2 separate regions of the Mus musculus genome follow, and region 2 is linked to region 1. The links are chromatin contacts, called in public HiChIP or PLAC-seq maps. All regions are on one chromosome and are shown on one strand. Each heading gives the region's core, a stretch centred on a gene start, on an enhancer-like site or on the middle of the called end of the contact. The rest is flanking DNA. Distances are from core to core; before and after follow the strand shown. Region 1 holds the start of Gm51701 (a long non-coding RNA gene). Region 2 has its middle 31 kb from the start of Gm39469.

Region 1 (6,527 bases), core at 1,976-4,475:
GTATTTGTGGCACACGTAGAGAGGGGCAGAGGCAGGGGGATTGCTGAGTTGGAGGCCAGCCTGGTCTACAGAGTGAGCTCCAGGACAGCCAGGGCTACACAGAGAAACCCTGTCTCGAAAAACCAAAAAAAGTTTCTGAGGCAGGGGGATGACTGTGAGTGTGTTTCTGAGGCAGGGGGATGACCAGGAATGAATGTGTGAGGCAGGGGGATGATCCCTGTGGCCTTTGGTCCTCACGGCGAGTGATTTTGGGGGTGGGGGAGGGGTCCCGCCCTGGGGAAAGCGAGACAGACGGGACCCGAGAATCCACACGGACAGTCTGGACCCCCGGCCCCTCCCGTCTGCAGCGCGGCCGCCATCGAGCCTCCCGGTGGTGACGTCATTTGAAAGAAGACAATGGAATCCTCACGACGGCCGCATTCTCCTCGGTCACCACCGGGTGGCGGCAGAGAGCACGCCGGGAAAAACTTCCGCTCCGGAAGTCCTCCAAGGGGTCGGATCTGCCCGTCGCCTCCCAGCCAGGGTGAGGGGAAGCCGGCCAGGCTGGCGGATCCGACCCGGTGAAGGGGTCGCGCTTTAAATCAGGGAGCACAGGCGCGGGGAGTGACTGTCTGAGGCAGGGGGTTGATGCTGAGTGATTGTTTGAGGCGGGGGAATGACTGTGAGTGAGTTTCCGAGGCAGGGAGATGACCTGGATTGAATGTGTGAGGCAGGGGGATGACGCTGAGTGACTGTGTGAGGCAGGGGGATGACTGTGAGTGAGTATCTGAGGCAGGGGGATGACCTGGATTGAACGTGTGAGGCAGGGGTAGGACGCTGTATGACTGTGTGAGGCAGCGCATGAATGTGAGTGATTTTCTGAGGCAGAGGGATAACTGTGTTTGAGTCTCTGAGGCAGGGGAATGATGCTGATTGAATGCGAGAGGCAGGGGCATGAAAATGAGGCAGGGGATGAAGCTGAGTGAATGTATGAGGCAGGGGTTTAACTGTGAGTGAGTTTCTGAGGCAGGGGGATGACTGTTAGTGTGTTTCTGAGGCAGGGGGATGACCCTGAGTGAGTGTGTGAGGCAGGTGGATGGCACTGATTGTGTGTGTGAGGCAGGGGGATGACTGTGAGTGAATTTCTGAGGCAGGGGAATGACTGTGAGTGATTTTCTGAGGCAGGGGGATGACCATGAGTGAGTGTGTGTGAATAAAATAATAAAATAAATAAAATGCAAACACAACACCAGGGCAGGCGGCCCAGTGTGGGTGTCACAGCTGTTTTTGCTCTTTGGAGTCTTTTGTTTATTCCTGCAATTTCCGTTTTTCCCACCAGAGGGAGACTGTCGCTTTTTTAAAGGACAATTCCTTCCTTTTCGCATGTCAGGCACACAGCTCTGAGAGTTGTTGTACCTTGTTAGTCGGTTGATCTTAACTACAGTGTGTTTAAGTACAAACTACACACCAGGTTTTGAAGATAGTAGAATAAAAATGCAGACCGTCCTTTTAGTCTATATAATAAACTAGTTACATGTTAACATATGTTAGGTATGTTAAATATAGCATTAATTTAACTTATTCCCCACATCGACTCCCCTCCCCTCATCGCTCAGAGATTGAACCCTGGGCCTTGCGTATACTTGCAAATACTCTACCATCGAGTTACACCCTTTATCTATTTTAGATGTTTAACGACAGTGTGTCTAGAAAAGGATTTAAAAGTACATATGTGACTGATTTAATATTTCTATCAGATAGTGGCTCTTCCCAGTGTCAAACCCCAAAGTAACTCTGAAGACCATCAAGGATCCAAGGCATCCGTTTGAAGAGGAGCAGGTGGAGAGGAGACTGTGGTGGAGACCGGCCAGCAACACAACCCCACTTAACCCACAATGGGCTCTGGAGTTTTCTTTACTGACACCTTGCGTGTCATTTCTTCCTCTTTGGTGCTGGAATTCTCGGGTTCCACAGAAGGCTCCGGGCTTATATTATTTCACTTGATCAGCAAGGTTCACCATCCCAGGTCTCTCTTGACCTTGAAGACTGGCAGTGGGCTACTTAGAACTTTTGGCTTCCTTTTTTTGTTTGTTTGTTTTTTGTTTTTCGAGACAGGGTTTCTCTGTGTAGTCCTGGCTGTCCTGGAACTCACTCTGTAGACCAGGCTGGCCTCGAACTCAGAAATCCGCCTGCCTCTGCCTGGGTGCTGGGACCAAAGGCGTGCGTCACCACGCCCCGGCGATGTGGCTTTCTTTTCTAAAACCCTTTGACTCGCTCAATTCACTTGTGCCTGGGGATTATAGTGACTCTTAACGGAATGTGTTCAAGGATGAAAAGACAGAACCAGTAGGACTGGCTGGTTGTTACTCAGTAGCCATCACATTCTGCTTCCTCCCGAGAGCTCAAATAGCCTGTAGCCCCGCCTGTGCAGGGGTGATTGACATTCATATGACCAGTGAGTAACTGGATATCGTGTGCATTTCAAAAGCTCCCTTAGCACCTATTCAAGAGTAACCTCGCGAATCAACAACGGGGGACCTGTGAGGCAAGGTCAGAGTTGTAGGCAGTGATCCTCGGTGCGAGGCCGGCCCCACAGCCCTCGTTGGGCACAGCTGGCAGCACTGTAGCTGTGAGAGTCAGTGGTCATTTCACGTGTGGCGCCAGTGGAGGTCCAGTGGCACAGGGACTTGAGTCAATTATTTTGTTTAGGTGGAGAGAACCGTGCATGTGGAGGCAGATGTTTCCCCAAGCAAGGGAAAACAGAATCTGGGTCACTTCTGTTCTCAGAGATTGCCAGTGAGAGGAGCTGAGCTGGTGGCCCATCCATCTTGCTTGGGAATGGCTTCAGTGTCCCCCAACCTGACCTCTCTCATCTGCAGTCAATTGAAGAACTGGTGAACGATCAGCCTTTGCTCTGGGGTCCCACTGTGCGTCCTCTGTTGCTGTCTCTGAGCTTACTTTTCATTTGCATGATGAGCATATTACATATAAATAGTAAAAATCACCATGGGACATCAGGACTTAAACAGGAAGCATGTATTGTGTCATACAGTCTTGTGTGTTGGGAATTTGAGACATCTTAGTGGGGTCGTTTCACTACAGTCTCTCTCGGACGAGGGAGAACGTCTACTCCGTCATTAGGAGATTTGGCTGGAGGTGGGGCTTAATTGCTTTCAGGTGTTCATGCCTCCGGCTGCTCGCAGAGACCTCACTTCCTCATCTCACGAGTCTCTCCACTACTGCCTCAGAGTCCTGTGACATGACCGCAAGCAACAGCAATGCGTGACAGCAAGACAGTAAACTTCTTTCTATACTCTAAGGTCAGCCTGACTCAAGGAAATGACTACCAGGAAGTCTAAGCTACCGTGGACCATCATGAACGCTATGAACACAGTGGACTAATATCAGTTCTGTTCATTGAATCCCAATGTTTTTCATTTGTTTGTTTTGAGACAGGGTGTCCTAGGCTGGCTTCAAACCGCTACTGCTCCCTGAGTGCTGGAACTAAACCACATTTGGTTTGTGCAGTGCTGAGGATGGAACTCGGGGCTCTGCTGGTAATAGACAAGCACTCTACCAACCGAATTACATCAACAGTCCCATTGTGAGGCTTTGTGTACATACTCTGTGTTAGACTCCCCCCTCCCCCCACTATGACACATAGTGAAATGTGTTCTGAGAGGAACAAATTAAAGAGAGAATTTGTTTTGGGTCACAGTTTCAGATGCTTAGTTCCTGACCCTTTGCCGTGTTTCTAGATCTTCAGTGAGGTGGAACACCGTGGTGGCAGGAGTATACGGCAGATACTGTTCACCCCATAGTGGCCAGAAGTCAAAGAAGGAGACAGGAAGGACACAAAGGGGAAGGGGTAAAAGATACATCCTTCAGGGGCACACCCTAAACGACCTGCTTCTCTTATCTGGATCCCACTTCCTGTTTTGGCTGTCTCCTAAGAATGCTCTCATATTACGAATCTACCAAGGAAGGAGTCCAGGATCTGAAGGTTCCAATTCCTTCTCAAATGCCCATTGTCTCGACACCTAAGATTCTGTAGTGTCTGTTTGTGGAAGGCATTTCGTATTCAAACCTTAAAGCCACTGCAGAGCAAACCCACAGTCAGAGGGTGTGGTTGCTAAAAACAGCCGCTAAGGGGACTGCTGGAGCTGGGCTCTGAGGAGGAAGTACCACAAAGGGCTCAGGGACAGACAACTAAGAAGTTTCGAAGCTAGTGTCTTCTAGCTTTCTCTGCTGTTTCCATGTGAACAAATTACGATGACTTAGGAAATCTTTCCATCGCACTTGAGTGCACACCAAAGGCTGGTTTTGATAATTCGTTAGTGTTCTCTCTAAATTTCAGGCATTCTAGAAGGTGTGGTCCAAGACGGAGACTGACACGTATTAGCACGGAGCTCCGAGACTCCAAAGGGATTGAGTGCACTTTGTGACTGTCAACAGGTTCCATTATCAAGACTTTGCAAGACTCCATGTAATTTCTCAAATCTTGTATTGATTCCTTAAAATAGTCACACAGAGGAAGTTTTATGAATTTTTGATGTTTTTGTAATGATAAAGTACTTTTTAAAAATAGAAAATGGGGTTTCTTTTTTGTAGCCCTGGACATCTGGAACTTACTATGTATATCAGGCTAGAATATGCATAAAATTTGATTTTGAGTTTTTCCTGGTTAATTTTTGCATACTCCTCTATAGTAATGTACTGATTATCCCAGCTGTGTAGTAAATTACTCCACATAATAGATATAATAGCACCCATTCTATTCTAATTATGGTTTTATAGAATAGGATTCAGGAAAGCTGGGCTGTTCACCTGTGGGATTTCCCCCTCTTTTCTGTCCTTGCGTCCCCTTTCCTTTTCTTCCCTTCCTGCCCTTTCTTTCCTTCCTTCCTTCCTTCTTTCTTTCTTTCTCTCTCTCTCTCTCTCTCTCTTTCTCTCTTTCTCTTTCTCTCTTCCTGGCAAAAGCCTTACCATCTCCCTGCACAAGTATGCTCCTGCCAAGTTCATCCATCTGTGGGTTTTCTTACACGGTAACAGTAGAATGTCAACTGAATCATCATTATCTGCCAGCCAGAGTGAATTAGATGTCCAAATTGGCGTACTTCCAGGCTACCAGGGACCTTTGTCAGAAAGACTATCATTAAGAAAACAAATAACAACAGATGCTGGTGAAAAGGTGGGGGAAAGAGAGTTGTATACATTTTTAGTGGGAGTGTTATCATTAAGAAAACAGCAGATGACCCAGAGGCTCACCCACCATGAGCCACTATGATATACAAATATGTAGCGTAAAGATGGGAAAGAAAGAGACTTGGAATGGTTTGAGCGGTATGAAGAGAGGCAGAACTGGAGATGTGAGGGTGGAGCGGAATAACCTAATGTGTGTAGCCTGTTTTGCTACCTGAGGCCATGATAAAGCCCTGGCCTATGATACTGCTGCTGAGGGCCATGTCTAGGTCCATGACCAGGTAGCAGCAGGGGTCTCTGTTGATTTCTGTGGTTCATTTTACAACCAAAGTCTATGCAGAGGACCCTGGTCTGTCTGCTGCCTGGGACCATGCTGATAATAAAAGGGCTATGAAGAGATGGCCTCACTTGTTGCAGCATTTGGGATACCAGGCCCCGAATCATGCCTAGGCAGCATAGTAGAACTAGCCCTGGTGGCAGGGGCTTGAGTGAGCTGCTTGGAGAGTGTGTGGGCACAGGAGAGATGTTCCCACCTCAGGCAGATTGAAGAGCTGTCTCTGGGGTCACGACAGTGGGATAGCTGGCCCCACCCCTCTCTGGCTACAGCACTCAGGAGAGTGGGCTTTGTACCTCACCTGGGCAGCATAGTAGAGTTGGCTCTAGTGCCACGGGTGAGGGCATGAGAGCAGTAGAGCTGGCCCTGCCCCTTGTCAGTTGTGGCATTGGGTGATATAGCCAGGGCAGTGCTGGAGAGTTCACTCTAGTGGTGAAGGTTTGGGAGAGCTAGAGGGCTGAGTTGGTACTCAGCTACTACCCAGATCCAGGGCTTTGAGTTGGCCCATCCCAACATCTACCCCATCTATGAACTGGTGGATAAAGGGATTGGTTGTACAGATCCAGAGCTGCAGGATCTCTGTGACACAGGGAACTAGAGGATATCTGAGAGGGAGTCCTGGTGAGGATCCGGTATTGATGGTGCAGCAGAAGTCAGAGTCGTCAAACAAGACCGATGACTCATTGCAATAAACATTTCCAAGTAAATATGTATGAACAAAATGGTATGCTGTGAGACACACTGTGACACACCACAACTTCCATGATATATATATTTTTTTATTTTCTTTTGGGGAGGTTGCAAGGGTGGATATGAAGGGACAGGGAGATGAGTGGGTTGGGGTGCATGATGTGAAATTCACAAAGAATCAATAAAAAGTTTTTAAAAAATAAACTAGAAGGAGGAGGAGGAGGAGGAGGAGGAGGAGGAGGAGGAGAAGGAGAAGGAGAAGAAGAAGAAGAAGAAGAAGAAGAAGAAGAAGAAGAAGAAGAAGAAGAAGAAGAAGAAGAAG
Region 2 (6,527 bases), core at 1,422-3,921, 320 kb after region 1:
CTTCTTTTTTTCTCTTTGCTTGCCCACTTGTAAATGGACCCTAACCCTAACTCTATCCCTAATCCTATCCTAAGCAGCCAAAGAGTGGTTGCCTCCAGGCTTTAAGGGATAGGTGTTAGATAATCAAGGGACCAAAGGGTGGGAAATCAGCTATGAATGCCACAAGCAGAAAGAGGCTTTAACATCAAGGATGGATCACTCTAACAGATCAGATTTCTGGAAGAGGGAGCCCTGTGCTGTTGATAAGTCAGGTGAGACATGGAATTTTATATTCCATTAACTCAACAGGGAAGGAAGGTAGGGCATCATTCAGTGGTCACAGGTGGATGATGCTTGAAGTGTGTGGTATATTTAAAAAGTAACAGTGTTCACGTTTTTTTAGGCATTTACAAGCATATTTTCACAGTTTTTATTGTTAGGTTTCCTAAGACATTGCAACTTTCCTGGAAGAGTCAGAGGCAAATCTAGAAACCATGGAAGGCTCACAGGATAAAGAGACCAGGGAAACGTAGGTATAGTGAATAGTCAAGATAACTTATGGGAGTCCCACAAGATAAGTCACCTCATCTTTGATTTCTGTCATCTACAGTGAGCTAGTTCTTCTCATGAACTTCAAGAGAATGTGCTTGAAAAATTGCTTCCATGTTAATGTTTTCTTGAGCATTTTGTATGTAGTCAAGTTAGGTTTCTAAAGCACATAATTATTGTTTTGCTGAACAGTTTGAAAGCTCTGCACTCATAGATAAAGTATAGTCTCTAGAATAAATGATTCATGTCATTGTCTGAGCTTTGACACTTCAAAGTATTTAGACTAACTTCTGAGCTTCAGGTTCTTTTCAGAGAAATGAGACTAATACCACTCTCAATATGGAAAAATAGTGAGGAGTAAATAAGCCTACATTGCAATGTTTAGATTCATGTCTGCAATGAACATAATGTATGACAAACATTTGCTCATTTTTCTATTTGTTCCTAATGTCCTATATTGTTCACACATGTATAAAAAATTACATGAATCAATGCAGATGCAATCCAATGTTTATTTTCCTTGTGCCTTTGATATAAATTAATATTCTAATTTACAGTATAGCCAACATTCATGAGCTTCCCTTGGTATAGCTATTGCACAATAAACACTAGTTTCTATACACCATGGCAATGGACTACAGAGAAATTTCTTAAAATCCCCATCAAAAGCGTAGCAGTGAGTAGTATCACCTGAAAGCCTAAGTTTTGATTATATGCCCTATGAATGGCACTCTAATTAAAACTGTTGAGTGCCAATTATTGCCAGACTATCTCGATAGGACTCGAACTCAGAAATTCACCTGCCTCTGCCTCCCAAGTGCTGGGATTAAAGGCGTGCACCACCACTGCCTGGCAAGATTTTTTTATTTATGAAATCTTGGCTTTACCTTAGGCTTGTTCTCAACTACCTCTTAAAACTTAAGTTAACCCCTATTGGGGTTAGTCTTGTGAGCTGTGTATTCAAAAGCTGAGTTCTGTGCCCCGATCAGACTATAACTTGATACTGGGGCGCTGTAATAATCAATATGTTGTAAAGAATGTTCCCCTGTAATCTGTGATTGGTTTAAAAAGGCTAGAACATTTGACTGGGCAGGAAAGAGAGAAAGGAAGAACTTGAGATTGAATAGGGGCTCTCAGGTAGGGACCACGAGGAGGAAGAGAGAACAGAAAGAAGGAGGTCCCCATGAAGGAGGATGAACAATGAGGATGGACCATGACCATATGGCAAAAGAAGCTCTCCATGAGGACACACATGGAACAGAATAATCCAGGTGAGACTCAAACTGCAAGTAGCATGGTGTGTATGGTTTGACTGTAAGTTAGAATAGCACAGAACCTGCCTAGTTTATGTTTGAAGCTTATTAATATCTGTTATCTCTATGTTGTTTACTCTGAAACTAAACAGGATAGAGTGGGTCAGGAAAGCCTACATATAGTTAGTTCATTATCTGATGTCCCATATGTGGGACATTGAATCCAAGCTAACCTGAGAAAGTCCTTGGTAAAGTCCCTCCCCACCCCCAATGAAAGTGTGGCTCCTAATGCCTTGCTGAGCTACTAAACACTTGAATGAGGCCCTTGAGCCCACAGCTTCACTCCGGCCAACAGATACAGGTGCAACAGATCTCCCAGTTAGGGTCTGATGTGGGAGTGGGCACAGGACTAGACCAAACTAACCTTGGTAGAGTCACACTACTGCAGCTACTGGGAGAACAGCAGTGGCATAGCCCAAGCTCCTCAGCATGCCCACAGTAGTAGAACTAGTTCTTCAAGGACTGTGCTTGGCTTCATGCACCAGCCACAGAGTTTGGATCTGCACACAGCTCTGAAATTAGCCATGGGATGCCTCAGTCCAAGTGTTGAAGAGTTCCACAGCAGCTTTTCTAGAGCCTTCCCCAGGGTAGGGGCATGACAGAAAGAAGGTGGACTTAAACCAAAGCCCATCTGGAACCTGGCACCAATCCTTTCTTCCCACAAAGACTGAGACAAGGTTATGAGCACTGGTTCAGCATGAAATGTCAAGGTGTCACCAGGGCTCAGGACATCAGTGACCCAAAGTGGTTTTTCCAGTTGAGAGGCCTTTCCATCCCTCCCTGTGAGCAAAAGGACCAGGACTGGACTAACTACTGTGAGTGTCCTGAGCTGAGCAGCAGAGGGAGACAGAGAACACAAAGAGGAAACTAACACTACAGACCTGACCAAAATTTCACAGACAGATATAAATGACTTGAAATAAATAAATTAAAAGAAATACAGTATATAAAGATGAGAGGTACAATATCACAGAGATTTTGGAGTTTATCTAATGCCATTTTAAATGGGAGAGGGAGAAGGAGAGGGAGAGGGAGAGAGATGACCTAACTGAAACTGACACAGTATTGGTTATGATTATTGTTGAATTAATAATCCTCATTCTTTCCTTAAATAAGCATACTGGTTTTCTGTGTCTTCTCAAAGAAGATCTTAGCAAAGCAACAAGATTTAGAGGAAAATTTACAAAAATGTATAAATTGGACTGAGGAATATACTAAGATAATAAAGATATAGAGACATACATTAAAGGAAAAGTTAGAGAAATTTACAAACAAAATTGAGGAGGGTTTTAAGATAATAAAGGTACTAGAATAGGGAGATAATAAAAACTGGAAACACCTTAGAAGAAAAGTTACAAAAAATTATAAATAAAATTAAAGCAGACCATAAAAACAGAAGAAGAAAGGCTAGAACCTACAGCAGCACTTTGTAACAAGACTTCAAAAGGACAGGCTTTGTCTGTTTTTTTAAAAAAAAAAAACAACTGAAATGCTTTTCCCATCCTTAATAAAGGAATTAGGTGGAGATGAAGGAAATCCCCAGGATAATCAAGAATTTGAATGGCAACCCATAGAGGCAAAAATTTAAAAAGATTTAAGAAAGCAGTAACAAGCTATGGCTTACATTTACCATATGTCAGATACTTAATAACTGGGCGACACAGAATTGTATAATTTGAAAAGATTGGAGAAACTTGATGACAGACATTCTAGAGCCTGGCCCTCAATTACAATGGCAAACATGATGGGAAGAGGAGTCTTCAATTGTGGAGGGAAGAAATAGGACTAGAGGTAACGACTTTGTAAAGGATTCATTACGAGGTGAAGGTTTGTTCTCTGAATTAAGAGTACCGGTTACTTTCAAGGATGCTGTCCTAGAACAAAGTCACACAATAGCCTTAAATGCTTGAGACAAGCTTGAACAACAATGATGAGCTGAATCATTTACAAAGATAAAAGAATCTTTCACTGACTTTTCACAAAAATTAACTATAGCTCTGAATAGAACATCAGATCCATCTGCAAGAGAAATTTTAATTGAATCTCTAGCTTTTGAAAGTGGTATGCTAAATACAAAAAAGCTATTAGATTTTTAAGGACAAGATCTGTACCTCTTTATGAATAGATTAAAACTACCATAGATAAAAAACCAAATGCTCAGGAGTATGGTTTTACTCATTCACTTTATGCCATGACAGTATATGCCTGCTGCTAACCAGGACAAACAGAGGCCTGAAATATTCAGGGACCACCAGGTCTACCAGGATCCCTGGAGACCTGCCCTTAACCAGGACAACTAGCAGCCTGAAACCACCAAGGACTACCAGCTCTGCATCTCTGCATCTCTGGAAGCCTGCTATCATCAAGGACAAGCAGCTCTACTGCAATCGCAGAGGCCTGCTACCATCAGACCCTACTAGGCCTTCCAATACTAGGGACAACCAGATGGCTAAAGACCAGCATAAGAAAACAATCAACAAAAGTAAGGACAATATGACAATCCTAGAACCCACCCCTCCTACTATATCAAGCACAGAATATCCAACCACAACTGAATCACAAGAAAATGGGTTTAAATCTAATCTTAAGAAGATGATAAAGGCCTTTCAAGAGGAAGTGAATAAACTACAACCAAACAGATGAAAGTAATGAATAAAATTGTACAAAACTTGAAAATGAAAATAGAAGCAATTTTAAATAACCCCAATCTGAGGCAATCCTGGAGATGGAAAACCTAGTAAAGAAGACAGGAACTATAGACTATCAACAGAATACAAGAGATAGAAGTGAGAATCTCAGGCATAGAAGATATCATAGAAGAGAATGATACATCAGTCAAAGAAAATGCTAAAGCTAAAAACTTTCTAACACAAAATATCCAAGAAATTTTGGACACTATGAAAAACACCAAGCCTAAAAATCATAGAAATATAGGAGAAAACTCAAAATACAATGACCCAGAAAATATCTTTGACACAAATCATAGAAGAAAATTTCTCTAACTTAAAGAAATAAATGCACAAGAAGCTTAGAGAACACCAAATAGAGTGGACCAGAATGCTTTGACCCCTGCTTCTAGCCCACCGTCCAATGGTAGGAGAGAAAAGATGGCAAATAGGAACCGGGATATGGGCCTGTTTAGAAGTAGTTTTGGGGGCAATTCCAATTTTCTAGCAAGAACTCCAGGAGAAGTTCTCTGCTGTGCCTCTCTCAAGAAAGTGAAGATCAGTGAAGATGTGAGACCAATGAAGCGTTGCAGAGCTAGCTATGCAAACAAGCTATCACTGTCTATTGAGTCCTATTTATATTCTCTCTAAACAGCACATGTCTTCCCATGATTTGCCTCAGCAAATACCACAAAAGTCTGCTTCAGTAAAGTACCTTGTGAATCTGCATCATATAAAATATCAAGAAACTTCCACTTCAATGACCAGCAAAACTTTCAATTACCATAGAGAAATGACAAAAAAAAAATAGAAAATGTGTTAGAAGCCTCAAAATGTAATGAAAAACATCTTATTAATAGGAGAGGTTTAAAGAAAAAAGTTTCTATCACTTGGCAACAAGCCAAAGAAATAATAATAATAATAAAAATCCTACGTGTTCTCTATGCAAACAAATTCTGTTATCTGCTGGTAGTAACCCTAGGGGAACAAAAGACATGACATCTGGCACATGGATGTTTTCCATTTGCAGAATTTGGAAAACAAAGGTATATACACCAACATTGACACATACTCAGGGTTTCAGTGGGCAACAGCTTTAAGTTCTAAAAAGACTGACTGCGTTAATTACACACGTATTGGAAGTAATGCCAATTAGCAGAATACCTGCACAAATTAAAACTGATAATGTTCCCATATATGTATCCAATAAAATGAAATAATTCTTTCCATATTATAATATAAAGCATGTAACTGGTATACCACACAATCCCACAGGACAAGCAGTTATAGAAAAGGCCAGTTGTACCTTAAAATAGATGCTTATTAAATAAAAAGGCATAGTAAATGCCCCCAGAATCAGATTAAATAACACCTTCTTGGTCTAAGTATGGAACAACAGCAGCTAAGAGATATTGGGTTATCACAAAAAGAAAAACTGATAAACTAGGCCAACAGACTTATAAAAATGTGTTGACATTAGAATGTAACCCTGCAATAGGTATAAGATGGAGATGTCTTCACAAATCAAATAAATCTAGGTGATTCACTCTCACAGACTGTTTCAGTTACATTTCTACAAAATATGAGTGCACATCAACTTCAAAAGGGCTAGCCCAAATGATCAATCACACAGAGACTGAACAACACATAGGCTTGACAGGCAACACATAGACTGGATAAAAACAGAGACAGTGTAACAAATGCTACAATTAATTTTTGTTTGTTTGTTTGTTTGTATTAGCCATTTTTTCCTTGGGCCCCAAACAGGAATTCTTCACCCCAATTCAGCATGAGTCAATTATAAGACCATCATCCTGATCCCTGAAGTTGGAATGGAAGGTTTTGGCTGCTTGATGTCCTATGGTGTTTTTTATCATCTAGGATGGTAGGTTCAAACTATTGTATACTGATAGAAATTTAAGGTTGTTTTGTTTGAATTACTGATAGAAATTTGTTTTTTTGAATCACTGTATATTGGTAGAAATTTATGGTTGTTTTGTTTTTATTATACATTAATAGA

Evidence for each region. HiChIP or PLAC-seq counts read pairs in DNA pulled down with a chosen protein or histone mark.
Region 2: an H3K4me3 HiChIP or PLAC-seq map of bone marrow-derived macrophages shows a contact between it and region 1, with 9 times the contacts expected there. The contact joins two enhancer-like sites. A contact is called at or near these places in 1 of 15 datasets of contacts at CTCF or cohesin (pro-B cells), 20 of 115 datasets of contacts at active chromatin or transcription factors (the 230-238 cell line, CD8 T cells, DN3 thymocytes and 7 more) and 1 of 9 other capture datasets (embryonic tail).

Annotation. Positions count from the first base shown.
Region 1 is chr9:123,925,011-123,931,537 of GRCm38.p6, forward strand. It overlaps Gm51701 (a long non-coding RNA gene), which reads left to right and starts at 138. Exons shown (of 2, transcript XR_003948284.1): 1 at 138-523; 2 at 1,737-3,696. Within about 2 kb of position 3,226, at least 175 of the 459 cell types and tissues checked have an H3K27ac peak or open chromatin away from gene starts, as enhancers often do. A contact at or near this core is called in bone marrow-derived macrophages, where this site is marked.
Region 2 is chr9:124,248,975-124,255,501 of GRCm38.p6, forward strand. No RefSeq gene overlaps it. Among named protein-coding and RNA genes, the nearest start is that of Gm39469, 31 kb to the right of the region's middle. Within about 2 kb of position 2,672, at least 6 of the 459 cell types and tissues checked have an H3K27ac peak or open chromatin away from gene starts, as enhancers often do. A contact at or near this core is called in bone marrow-derived macrophages, where this site is marked.